Linked DNA regions of Bombyx mori: region 1 is linked to region 2. The links are chromatin contacts, called in public Hi-C maps. All regions are on one chromosome and are shown on one strand. The core of a region is the stretch at or near the end of the contact, and the rest is flanking DNA. Distances in the headings are between cores, read along the strand shown.

Evidence for each region. Hi-C and Micro-C count contacts between places; a contact is called where the count stands out from the background.
Region 1: a Hi-C map of posterior silk gland shows a contact between it and region 2, with 2.2 times the contacts expected there. The contact joins two enhancer-like sites. A contact is called at or near these places in 2 of 7 Hi-C or Micro-C datasets (posterior silk gland and whole pupa).

The regions. Positions count from the first base shown.
Region 1 is chr16:14,082,833-14,090,232 of ASM3026992v2, reverse strand. All of the region lies in intron 5 of LOC101736914 (homeobox protein cut), which reads right to left. Among protein-coding and RNA genes, the nearest start is that of LOC101740625, 13 kb to the left of the region's middle. Within about 2 kb of position 5,317, at least 1 of the 8 cell types and tissues checked has open chromatin away from gene starts, as enhancers often do.
Region 2 is chr16:13,718,538-13,725,061 of ASM3026992v2, reverse strand. No RefSeq gene overlaps it. Among protein-coding and RNA genes, the nearest start is that of LOC119629723, 26 kb to the left of the region's middle. Within about 2 kb of position 2,396, at least 1 of the 8 cell types and tissues checked has open chromatin away from gene starts, as enhancers often do.

The DNA.
Region 1 (7,400 bases), core at 4,068-6,567, 360 kb before region 2:
AATTAGTACGGAAATGCTGAACTCATAGTACTGTCCTTCTTGCATCTAACGTTTCAACAAGTCAGCAATGAACGTTTTAATTAGAACCGCACATCATCGCATTCTATTACGATCTAGTAATAACTATACTTAATACTCGTGTACCGCGACACACAAATTTAATTGTCGCTAAAGTCCCTCGCAGAGCCGAGCGAGTTTACATATGCCAACTGACATATTAACGAGTTATTTTAGGCACAATTGATATTAAGAGAGTCGTTTAATTGTGCAGCGAAGGATAATAGCTGAATGGGCCGCTATCGTCGGCTCGGATGCTAATCCAAAACCGGCGCCCGCGCAACCATAAACAAAACGAGTTACGCGCCAAAACCGACCGCCATATTGTCGCCATTTATTCTGTCAACATATTGTCTTCGAGACTCACAATGGAACTATTTAGATCTTGATATACGTTGAATTTGTTTTAATTAAGACGCAAATAATTAGTTTGAGAGCGTTTGTAGCGACCATTATAGGATCGTTCTCGATGCATGACGGGGCTGAGTGGTCGCGATCTTGTGTGAGGTTAATCGGAATTAATGTTGTAGTTCAAAGAGACCCTTGTATTTTTCTTATTTGTTGATGATTTTATGTGCAATGTTAATTTTATAAGGGTCCTAATTAAGTAGTCGTTATAAACAAGTAGGTATGTAAGTAATACGCATAGCATAAAAATACTCTGTTATAGGTAATAAAAATGTCGTCAGTCTTAGCAATAATTCCTGAAATCGTCTGAAAAAACAGCTCTCATTGTTATTTGAGTTCAGCTGTTCTAAATTAAGTTTTTATTTTACTTGTGGTATTTTAATGATCGCAAATAAAGATCGTCTCTCCAGTGTAATCCATTAATTTAAGGATTACAAAGGACTTGCTGGCAATGCTAAGTATAAGTACCTGTTTATGTTTTATTTGGAAACCGACAATTTGGTAGCAACTTTGTGAACGCAATACCATGGTGCCATGCAGAGAAATTTAATTATTATTACGGTTCAATTGTAATTCTTATAACATTAAGTTGATGAATTGATAGCTAGGTATACAGGTTTGTGGCGGTAGGAAATGAATACGTCACACATTATGTACTCACTGATTAGTACTATTGACGTGTGACACTCGACAGGAGTGAACTTCTTTGACGGCAAGAGATAGACAAAAAGCAAGACCGAGAGACAGTAATGAAATCGTTGATCGTTTAGAGAGTAGAGATCGTTTAGAATCGTCGCATCGTCGTCACTACACACAAAAATTCACTAAAACCCATTTAGGGCCTTTTTTTTATTATTCAAGAAAATAATAAATAAAAATAACTACAGAAAAGGTGTGTTTAATTTCTGCATAGTTCTAGAACATTTTCCCCAACGTTAAGGAGATATGAAGATTATTTTTATTGTTTCGAAATAACGACAAATATTTGATGTAATCATCACGACCGGACCACAGTACCTATGCGAGGTCACTAATAGTTCTTATAATTACATTCTAATAGCAGTTATCACACTCAACCATTGGATGAGTGGTTACTCCGTTCCGGGACTAGCCTTGGATCAGGCTGTTCGTTGACATTACTACATACATAAAGTCAGTAATTTAAAATAAACTATATGAATGTGAAAAACCGCCTCATGATTGAAATCGTATGCAATATACGACTGGCCTAAATAACAATTAGTAATATACGTAATTAAACGAATTAATGTTTTAATTACAACACAATAAAACACATAATTCAGCGCTCCGTTATTGTTTTTCTTCAAACGCATTCAGGGAGAGTAATTTTATTGGCGTCTTAAAACATTCTTATTTTATTACGAATCAAAAATGAATTAATACGTTTCCCGAAGGAGTTCTGTGGTCGAGATACGACAAAACGTTTGTTGACAAAAATATATTCTGGCGCTCGTCCACGATCTCCATCTTACTGCCTTGTGTTATCGAAACAAATATTTAAATAATTATAAAACGCGTATTGAAGATTAAAAACTTTCGAAAACATATTGAATTTAATAAGACAATTACATATAAGCAGAGCAATCAATGCATATAAAAGAGGTCACATTTTTTCCTGCCTAATCGCTGGAAGCTTCCATTACGAAAGGTTTGGTAGATGAGCTCACAGGGCTCAAGCTGGGAGGACTTGCTAACGCTCGCCCTGGTAAGGCCAGTGCTTTCCTGAATCTAGTACTGGGTCCGAATCGCGGCTCACTGAGAGCCTTCGGCGAGAACGGTGACTGGTACTTGGGGGGCCGAGCTGAGAACAAAGCGTCTAGAGCGGATCGGAAATACCAGACAGGACTGGTTAAGGAAGACGGCGGCTTTGTCCCGTCGTCTGGGTCGGAGATGGCGGAAGAGGTTGCGGCTGCGATCACCCTGGTATGCTAGCAGCCTGCCGCAGAAAAACTACAATTGGACAATGACTCCAGGCACAGTACAGCCTTACAATATTTTTGAGAGGGTAGTTTTGTATATGATTCCATCTCGAATACATTCTGTGGATAACAAGTTTTTTAATTTCAAATTTGCAGTGGGGTTTAACACGGAACCCATTAAGTTTCACATAAAATTGTTTAAACATTGAACAACTAGCACAATTCCTTTAGTTTGAGAGTTGTCAGTTTGAAACAACTTCCCCTGGGCTGTCGGTATTTCAGAACGTTTTGTTTTATTTAAATTCCTAAAAAAAAATAAGTAATCGCGTCCACAGAGAATTTTGTTATTTATTTGATAAAGAAACAGAAATTCGAGATCTTAACGACTTTCGAGTAAGCACGTGACGGAAATAAATTGTTTTATAAAAATGGCCAAGAAACCGAGATTATAATCTTACATGTCCATAATGTCGTGCTCCGCCCGTAACGGACGTTAGACAATAACTCTATATACGTGACGTGAATACGTAGCCTTCTGTTGTTTTAGTTAATTATTGAATTCATTTTTATAAAGAACTAGATGACCCGGCAGACTTCGTAGTGCCTCAATCGATAAATAAAAGACCTAAAATAAACTTAAAACAAACAAAAGGAATCCGTCCGACGGGAGACACATCAAAGGAAAAACAAAATTGTATTTTTTTTTTATTCCGAGCATTTTCATATTTACACCTTTTAAACCTCCTCTGGACTTCCACAAATAATTCAAGACCAAAATTAGCCAAATCGGTCCCGCCGTTCTCGAGTTTTAGCGAGACTAACGAACAGCAATTCATTTATATATATATAGACTTCTTTTAGTAGAATCTAAAATCTTCGAAGTAGCTATCGGCTAGCTAGCAGCACAGACATAGTGGAGGTTAGTTCACTCTTCCGAACGTCACGCGGAATGAGTTTTCCTGTGTTGAATAGCATTTGTTAGTTTTTAGAACGACAAAGAGGAGATCTTTCACGGCGAGGATGTTACTGCTGGGCAGAGCGAAAGTCCGAATGCTGTTGCACGGAACTTTTATTTTTATACATACAAGGTTTGAAAATGTTGTTAACGCGATTCAAGTTTTTGCTAGACTCGTTGTTCTACTGTACGATACTCACTCGCTGCAGAGAATAGTGAAACTGTGTGTGTGTGTGACAATAGCTTAACATAAGTTAATAAAAATGTTATAAGCCGTGTTTAAATCGAGTTCCGAATTTTAATTTAAATATTTGTATTTATAACAGACAAAATAAGTATTCGATACTCATCCGATTATTATGTTAAAACATCCGTTATGTGTATGGTAGAATCGTATCATTAGCATGTACACCATGCACGTTCAAACCGCGACAACTCAATATAAATAAGTTTCTTTAGGTTTTATGGGCATTACAGTTGTGTGCTTCACAGACACGATCGCTAGATTTAGCTTAAATTTTTATTTGAAACTTTATAACTATAGCGGAGATAGAAAAAAACCTTCTTTTTCTGAATTAAATATGCAGATCATTGTGGCATATGTAAAATATATTTCGTAATATAAAACGGAGAGAAACATACAGTAATTTGCATATACGTGTAACGTAAGTATATATCCTTCGACACACGGTACGTCAATAAATTTCAACACACGTCTATTAATGCCTTTGATCTTGTTGCAGACATTTTGTTATTCAGTAAACGGCCCGCGGACAATTACCGCGACGTGCCTCAGAGAATTGTCAAAAACTGAGGTTGTTTCCACTAGATCGTGACGAGATCGCAAACGCCATTTTGTGGCACGTCACCATCGGCAACATGGCGCTCGATACGCTGCTCAATAGTATTTACTCATCTATACACTAATTTGTTGTGATCAATCTAGTTCAGTTCCCGCGACTTGTATGTTATTCGGATGTTTTATGAAGAACTAAATAATATCTGTTTTTATGTGGTCATTACGATGAGCATTTTTGAAGAATATAAAAAAAAACTAGGCGCTCAATTAACGTCGTCCGGTCACGGAAGTTTTAAATTTATCGGTCGTTGTTTGATCGCTTCGGAGCGAGTTGCAGGTCGCCGGGAAACCAGGGAAAGTGTAAATTCGAGTGGCAATAACATAATTCAGGGATAACGATAAAAACGAAGAAATTATTTGTTTATGCGACATTAGGTCGCGTGCGGACACGCGAATCGTACTTCCTTCGTGACCATTATTGATTAATACGAGTCGTATGAATATTCAGAACGTTCCGAAGGTACAGAGGGAGGTGCCCTAAATTACTCTGTCATTGTGACATAGTAAAAAATGCCATTGAAATAATATAAAGGAACATGTAGGATCGTAATGGGGAACGTGTTTCCGGGATTGTAAATCAAGTTGGCGGGTAGTCGTAAGAAAGGGGTGAGAAGTGCTCGCTCGGTACGTCACTCGCGCGATCGATGCTTATTTGCATTCGAGTCGCCGGCGCGGACGGACGTCAGGGCCGCTCGAAAGTGTCGCAAACCATTAAAAAATGGCCTATTTGAATTGTTAATGCGATGCAAAAGAAGAAGAAATAGTTGCATAAGCAAATAGCGCGCTGGAAATTAGATGTCCAGTATACGACATGCCGAATGAACAGATATTATACGTGGGAGAAAAGTAGCCAAGAGATTATTGAACGACAGTCGAAATGATGTTGGATGCTTTGTAAAAAAATAGTTGAAAATTATTTAATGATATATATTTAGTACAGCGAGCTTTCTATCGCCGGGTCATTGCGTGAGGAGGGCCCGGTGATCGGGATCGCGTGTCTGCCGGCAATCTACCGCGCCGGGGGCACCGACCACAATTGATTCAATACCGGAGAGAATCACAACGATTCTGTGACGCACAGCAAATACTTTTGTAACGATTCTATGTACTTTAAGGAAAACACATTTGATATCACACCGGTACGGTGCGCGCTCTTCAAGCGAACGGTAGCAGCTTTGAGATTGAACGAGTGACATTGTTTTCAATTTTCTTCAGTTGAGTTGTGTTTTCCGTACTAACAACCTCGCGATTTGAAGCGACTCGTTGTACAAATGAAAGGCGAACCAAGAAAAAGAAAATTCAGTTTTTTTTTCGCCAAAAATGTGCTTTTGTTTTAGAAAATTATAGTAAACGATCTAAAACATAATTGCTCTTAATAGAACTGAGCTTAGAAAATATTTCCAGGGCGTGCCCGGTCTCAAACCAAACGACCCGAGGAGCGTTACAAGTAAACGCTTCGAACGGAAAAATAAAAACTAAATAAATCCACAGCGACATCGTAAAAGTGTAATAAAATGTAACACTATCGCTTCTCTCCTGTTCATGTTAATCATATGATTTCATAAGTATTTACGAAAATAACTTTAAAAAAAAACCGTTTAAATGTGTCATAGAAAAGTCTTAAAAAATCTACTTTTGTGAATTTCGTTTTATGCCGGAGGAAATTCAGGATAACGTTTAGTACCCTCACAAGTTTTGTAGATTTGGAATTGCTTCTTTTTTATTATCTTCAAAAGGTAATCAGAATGAATTCTAAGAAAAATTTCGATTGTGATTTTTAAACATTAAAGCTAGTTACGCGGCTAGTTAGAGCAGCTCTGACTATATATCTCCCACAAAACGATTCTGATTTGAAAATGACGTATGATGGACGACTTGGATGTACCTGATGAGGTTGCCTAGCGCGAGTTGGACATAAAAAAAACCTGAATGCTGTAAATATTAAGAGAGTAGAGAGAGCAATAATAGCGTGTAGTTTGATTATGAGAGAGGAGGGCTCTCTCTCGCAAACGTCCGTAGTTTTTAACTAGATTCGATAATCAATTTTGTCTGAGCGCCGAGTGCACATTCATAGTTACATTTTATATTATTTATTCGATTTTTTTCTGGAATTTGTAAATCTATCTATACTTAATATTATAAAGCTGAAGAGTTTGTTTGCTTGAACGCGCTAATCTCAGGAACTACTGGTCCGATTTGGAAAATTCTTTTAGTGTTAGATAGCTCATTTATTGAGGAAGGCCAATACAAGTGGAGCACCAATAAATAATGTTTCAAAATAGGGGTTTCAAACTAGCTCCTTAACATTCTATAATTCCAAAATAATTTAACTTTCTACGTAAATGAAGTGGGGGTAAAATTTAGCGTTATGCCAAAGTAACTATTCCACGCAAGCGGAGTCGCAGGCAGAAGCTAGTTTGAAACAAAACTCATTATTTTGTTTGTTATTGACAGCTTAAACAACAAACTGTGGGTCATGATCATATTGTATTCGCTTCAGCTGACGTGTCGGCCGAATGAACCCAGAATCCGGATATCACGAGTCTTACTTTGTGTTCTATTTTATATTACAATTTCTGACGTTTTCAATACTTTAAAATTTTCATGGATAATTTATTATTCCAACTACCGCCAACTTATAGAAAATTTGAGCCTGAGTTTAAACCGTATGTAATATCCTTGTCATTATGATTTTACAATGCTATTTTATTTTCTATACAATTACTAAAAATAATATTGAATACTATAACATTAGAAGTTTTCTGGGCAACCGTTGTCGAATTGTTTTGGCAACGGTTGTACAAAGGTATGCATTAGTAACTCGTAGAAGTGGATCTATGGATAGAGCTTGTATCGATTCCCAGGAGAACACAAAACTTTTTACCGGTATCCGGGGAAGTGTTCGCGTCAAGTCTTTTAATGTAATAACCGAATTCCACCGTCATCGTACCCCCCGCCCCCCGCCCCCCGGGGAACAATACCAACACTTAATTACACACTCGGCTCATAAAGTGCAGCAGCAAAGTGTTGGATACAAATTTCAAATAATCTTTTTCGATATATGTAGTTTAATTTCGCGTACTGCTCGATGTTTAATGTGATAGAAACTTATTTAAAATCCTTTTTTCATAAACTTGTTGCGATAAATATCAATCAGTCTACTTGTTCATACATGGCAATA
Region 2 (6,524 bases), core at 1,147-3,646:
CAATCTCACTTAGTGGCTTAAGCATAACACTTAACTATACTGAGACCTTAGAACTCATATCTCAAGGTGGGTGGTGGCATTTACGTTGTAGATGTCTATGGGCTCCAGTAACCACTTAACACCAGGTGGCCTGTGAGCTCGTCCGCCCGTCTAAGCAATAAAAAAAACTTAGAGAATAGAAACGGATGAAACTAGGAACCTGCTTATTTTTTTGTTGATTCGAATTCATGAACAGATTTCATGTTCCATGTCGACGATTTATAAAATAAAAAAAAGCTCTCCTGGATACCGTTCAATCATTATTTGGTCTCGGCGTGTAATTACTTGGGCATGCATCGGGTGGTGGTGCCTTGGGCGTCACGCTTCGTTGGTTATGTTTCGGTAAAACAAAAAAAAAAGGACAGTTTTAATTGCGGCTAATTTTGTTTTCTAATTTTTTGGAACGTTTTTTTTTATATTTGAAAATTTTTTTTTAGTTTTTTTGTGATTCTTTACAACAATCGATTATCACTGAATAGCTTAATCTGGTGCGGGAAAGCATTTGGGTTTAAACAAACAATGAAATTGAGGAATTGACTGCATGTCTCAATGCGCGATGTAAGCATTCAAGACATAATGTCTATGGATTCTGGTAATCACTGTCTTAAAAGCCGGTTGCTAGCTGACACGTGCTAGCCTAAATTTTCTTCTTTGACACAATAAGTTGCAATGTGTGAAGCAAAGCACTTTGAATGTCTTTCGGTCCATCAACTAATAGACTATAAGTTTCTACATTTTCTACGTTTTTCTAAAGCCATCAAACCTCAAGTCTGCTGCTTGCAACCAAACTAAAAGAAGAATCCACCGAATTTTGAGCATCTAGAATTGTTTAACCTGGAGTTCAAAGTACATCAGCTAGTCAGAGTAGGTAATGTTTTTATTTATTGCTTAGATAATAGGTAGAAGAGCTCACAGCCCACTTGGTGTTAAGTGGTTACTGAAGCCCATAGACATCTACAACGTAAATGCGCCTCCCACCTCGAGACATAAGTTCTCAATGTAGTTACAACAGCTGCCCCACCCTTCAAACCGAAATGTATTACTGCTTCACGGCAGAAATAGGCAGAACGGTGGTACCTACCCGTGCGGACTAACAAGAGGTCCTACCACCGGTAATTACGCAAATTATAGTTTTGCGGGTTTGATTTACCCTATAGACCAATGAGGCGATGAAGAAGATGAAGCTTTCACTATTCACCCTCATTCTGTAGAGTCTAAGGAATCTCCCTTGAACATGTTCGCCTCAAAAAACGTAAAACAAAACCGGATTCGATGATGAGAATCGTTCGACATAATGTCGCCGGCGGTTCGTAATGTCGCCGGCTCTACGCGGGTACCGACCGACAAATCCGATAATGTTTGGCGTACAAAGTTGCCAGCGATTACCGCAGCGAAAAACCCATTTTGCCGCTCGATATACCAGCCGTATCAAGATGAGAGCAATTAAAGGTCGGGCGTTTAGGGAACACGAAAGGAATGCTCATAGATGTGGCGATTTCCCACTACCAGGTTTCTTTAAGCTGACGTTTAAACACTTACGATTATCTCTTATATTTGGGCTTAATGATTTATTACAACTTTTGAAGCACGGCCATACAAAACAAACGGACATTCTTCTTCAAATTCGGAACTAGTCGAATAGTTGATAGCATTGTAACGACAGACTATCTAATATTCAATCTCATGTTTACATCATTCTAGATGTAACTTCGATAATATGTGAAGTCTTGGATGTGCCTAATCCTTTATCTCTATGCCTTAGTTAAGTCTAGATTTGACAAATATATGCCGCATCTATTTTTTCTTACATCACGAACTGAAACCGAATTGCGCATAGCGTTTTTACGGCATTCGGCGGAACCGTATGACTAGACGCGTCGGATCATTAATCCTCGTGTTTCAGATGTGAGCGGAGAGGTAAAAATTACGCTCTCGGATACAGGCGGAACGTGAACCGATTAAAATCTGTGTTTTATTTAAAGTAATGCGTCTTCGAAGAACATAGAACTGAATGCAGAGTTTAAATTTAAAATATCGTTGTTTATAAATCAAATAAATAATTAATAACAGTAATATTAACTTTCTTTTAAATTCAATTTTAAGTCTCATAAACATAAAGTATGTTTCAGGTTGTCCTTCTTGCATATAGGCCTTGTCCAGAGTTGACTTTTTCCCTAGATAATCGCTGGCAGCTTATGAAGCTATTGCAGCTACGCACGGCTTGGTAGATGAACCCACGGATCTCAACTTAGGAGGACTTGCTAATACTAGCCCTAGCTAGTGTTCTACTGTACTAGCAAGTGTTCTTGCACTGAGCAAGTGTAGTAACTATAGATCGCGGTAACCCTTTATGCCACCCAGGTTCTGACCTCGCGTGAATTAGACGCTTGGGCGAGAGTGCTGAGGGGGAGTCGTTTAGTTGATACGACCCTAAATTCCATCCCTAGGGCCCGCAGTCCACTCCCAACATCTAGGGACCGTCCAGTCCGACATATTTTTAAGATGCGGGGATATTGCAGGAGGTTCGGTCCCCCGTCCAAAAAAAAGGTACATACATCTCATAATCCAAGCAACGGATGTTTCAAGATGCTTTTGGCACCAAAATGTCGTAATAACAATTGACAAGCCTATCTTTAATTATTAAGCATCAAAGCTCTGTAATTAGTTCAGTCTACCCCGATATTCATAGCAATCGCTTCGAGCAACAAAACCTGAAGCTTCGTTTATCGGAAACAAAAAAAAGCTACAATTAAATGAGCATTAGTATTTTAGTCAACAAAATTAAGGAACTCATTTAAAATCAACTTAATCGTAAACGAAATAAGAACTATTTCTCCCGTATATGAGGTTATAAATAATTTGAGATTATCAAGATTATTTGCTATTGAAATATAGTTCTTAACGTAACAGCATTAGGTGCAAATAAATAAACAAGTTTTTTATTATTGTGGATTAAGTATGTGTTGCTTTGGAATGGATTATTATTGTAAATTATGCCTAACTATTAGTTTAAAAGGTGTTATTTAGATGCTAATAGAACTTTTTACTGGTGGTAGGACCTTTTGAGTCCGCACGGGTAGGTACCACCATCCCGCCTATTTCTGCCGTGAAGCAGTAATCCGTTTCGGTGTGAAGGGTGGGGCAGCCGTGGTACTGTAAAACTAAGACCTTAGAAATTACGTCTCAAGATGGATGGCGCATTTACGTTGTAGATGTCTATGGACTCCAGTAACCACTTAACACCAGGTTGCAGGAGCAGGTGTAAGCTCGTCCAACCATGTAAGCAATAAAAATAAAAATAAACTTTGTCTATCTGGTTTTGGTATTTATTATTATTATCAGAGTTATAGCGTTTGAATCGAATCATTAAACAGATATACTACTCTCATCTACCACCTTTCGAAGCTGCCACTGCTAGGACTTAAGACACACGCATCATACCACAAGATCGTGAGAGTTAATAAATATATAATTCCCATTTAAAAAAAAAAAATCAAGGTAATTAGCGGCAATTATCATGTACTATCTGTGGATTCTGGTAACCACTTAACATCAAGTGGACCCTGAGCGCATCAAACTAGAGTGATAAAAGATTAAATAAATATAACTATACTGAGACCTTAGAACTTATATCTCAAGATGGGTGGCGCATTTACGTTGTAGATGTCTATGGGCTCCAGTAACCACTTAACACCAGGTGGGCTGTGAGCTCGTCCACCCATCTGAGCAATAAATAAAAAAAAAATGTTTTACAGTAACATCACATTGTAACCTGAAGGATCAAAATCTACTGCTGGAACTAGAATTTAAGATAGATCGAACTCTCTTCGAACTATGTTGAATCCACTTTATTCCCGATGTGAGTTAAATTAAGATTTATGACCCGTTTGCATCCACTGAGCATTTGTGTGCGAGTAACTAAACACTGGAGCTGACAGTGAATAAAATATTATTTCTTATTACATATTAACTGACCCGGCAGACTACGTAGTGCCTCAATCCATAAATAAAAGACCTAAGCTTCTGTATAAAATAAACTTAAAATAAACAAAGGAATCCGTCCGACGAGGGACACATTAAAGGAAAAACAAAATTGTTATTTTTATTTAATTCATATTTATCTACCTTTTAAACCTTCTCTGGACTTTCCCATATAATTCAAGACCAAAATTAGCCAAATCGGTCCAGCCGTTCTCGAGTTTTAGCGAGACTAACGAACAGCAATTCATTTATATATATATATATATATATATAGATTAGTTATCCAAAGACTTTAAGCGGTGGAAGGAGCTTACTGCTAATATCCTTCAAATTAGCATTGTGGCAAAATATAGTATTACTTGATATTTAAGAATGAACGCCCATCTTTCTATACTCTAAACGTTTTCCTAACAAGGTTGCCTTAAACATATCGCTCAAAATTGCAAAGATATTTGTAAATTATTATTTTTCACATGGACTGTGCCGACTTTAAGCCCTTCGCAGTTTTCATAGGCTCACCTATGCTAATATTGTGAATAGAAAACTTTGACCAATACATTTTCACGCCCAAACCACTATACTAACTAAGAATTAGAACACGGAATTAAGTAGTTTGAATTTTGAGAAATAATATACCTATATTCTTACCTCATATTTATAACTTTCGTCCCACTGTTGAGCACATGTCTGCATCTATGCGATATAAAATATGAAATGCAAAAGTGTACGGTAGCATAGTTGTGATTGGTAAGTAAGCTAGCATATATAATATATAATGTTTAATTTCCTGCCGCAAATTGGGAGTTACTCTTTGAAAGTTTAAGATCTTTTCTGAACAATAGTAATTGAGATTTTTTTCACGGTAGATATAGATTGAGCAACACCATTGAACTAAAAAACTGCAATAGTGGTTAGTATTGAAGAGCGTTTGACTGATTTGTGCTCATCATACGATTTAGTCCATGAGCTAAGTCTAGTTAGAGGGGCAATTAAATCATCAAGTAACAAGTAACTGAGCCCCATTCAAACACGCCTTTAAATATGTCGCTTCCCACCTGTTGGTAAGTGCTGTAGACACATGTACTTTACAGGTTGACACGGAGCCCCCTTGAGAGTAAGTCGGGAACTTGCAACTAATTATTTAAACTGTCATTTGTATTCGAATGCTTCTATCAGATCCTGTTTAGTTAAAACGTGTTTAGTTAATGTCAGTAAATAGTGGTTTTTCATTGTAGATATTTAGTTCAATCATCATTAAATTAATTTTCAATCATCAGCATCATCATCTCAGCCTTTCCACTGCCCACTGCTGCACCTCTTCCAACTGATCTCCAGTGCGGCCGATTCAATACCACCTGTATTCAACGTGACCCAGCGATTGTCACTAGGTCGTGGGTCTATCTGGTAGGGGGTTGTCCCACACTGCGCTTGCCAGTACGTGGTCTCCACTCGAAGATCTTTCTGCCCCATCGGCCGTCCGATCTTCATGCTATGTGACCGGCCACTGCCACTTCAGCTTGCTAACCCTATGGGCTATGTCAGCAGCTTCGGTTCTTCTACGGATCTCTTCATTTTTGATTGGGTTTCATAGAAAAATATCAAGCATAGCTCTCTCCATAGCTCATGCGACACTAAGCTTCCTAAAAAGATTGTCAATGATGTCAAATAATTAACGTGGAAGTAAGCTGTAAAAGTAGTTAGTCTGTGGGTACAGTTTAGCGTACTATTGGCGGTAAGAGTTACATAAATTAGGCACTAATTTCGTTTTGTTTATCTTGTAGTTTTCGATAGGATTGCCATTTTGCTGAACCATCTCTATGTCTGTATCTTGTAGCTTAATTTTCATGTTCGTGTCAGTATGAGGCGACATCGAAATTATTTGCGCGAATTTTTTAGCAATTAAAATTTCGAGAAGTGGTCCGGTGAAAAAAAAAAACAGCCAAACTTTCCTTTTAAGACTCTCGTCTATAGCTCGTCTCGGGCGAAAACTTTCAACTTCCAAACATCCCCTAAAACGAGGTAACGCGAGAAACAAAAAAATGTTATCAACAAAACGTTGAACCGAAAAATATTTGTAATATTTGACGAACTCGAACCGCGGGCAATGTTTTTGAATTACGTTCAAAAACAGCAAAAAAAAAAAAAACGGGGATTTTCGGTGGTCTCTCTTTTTTCCGACTGCGGTCTTTTTGAGAAAGAAAATTTTTTTTCTGCGTGCCCGCGTAAACTTTTTGCGGCGGAAAGGAGCTTTGTGCCAACTCTTTTTTGTTTGTTGAAAAACACATAATTTTTTCGTTTTGTTGTTTAATAAACGTGTCGAATGTGTTAGAATTAATGTTTCGGAAAAGCTCTTTTTTTAAGCTTTTTCGTGTTTAATTATACGAGTGGACATCTCCAGTGGTCTCATGAAATGAATATTCTATTGTTTGACGATAATAAAAGACTGTTATGTGACCGAGTCAAAATATTATATCGAGCTTGGTTGTAAGCAATTGCTCATGAAT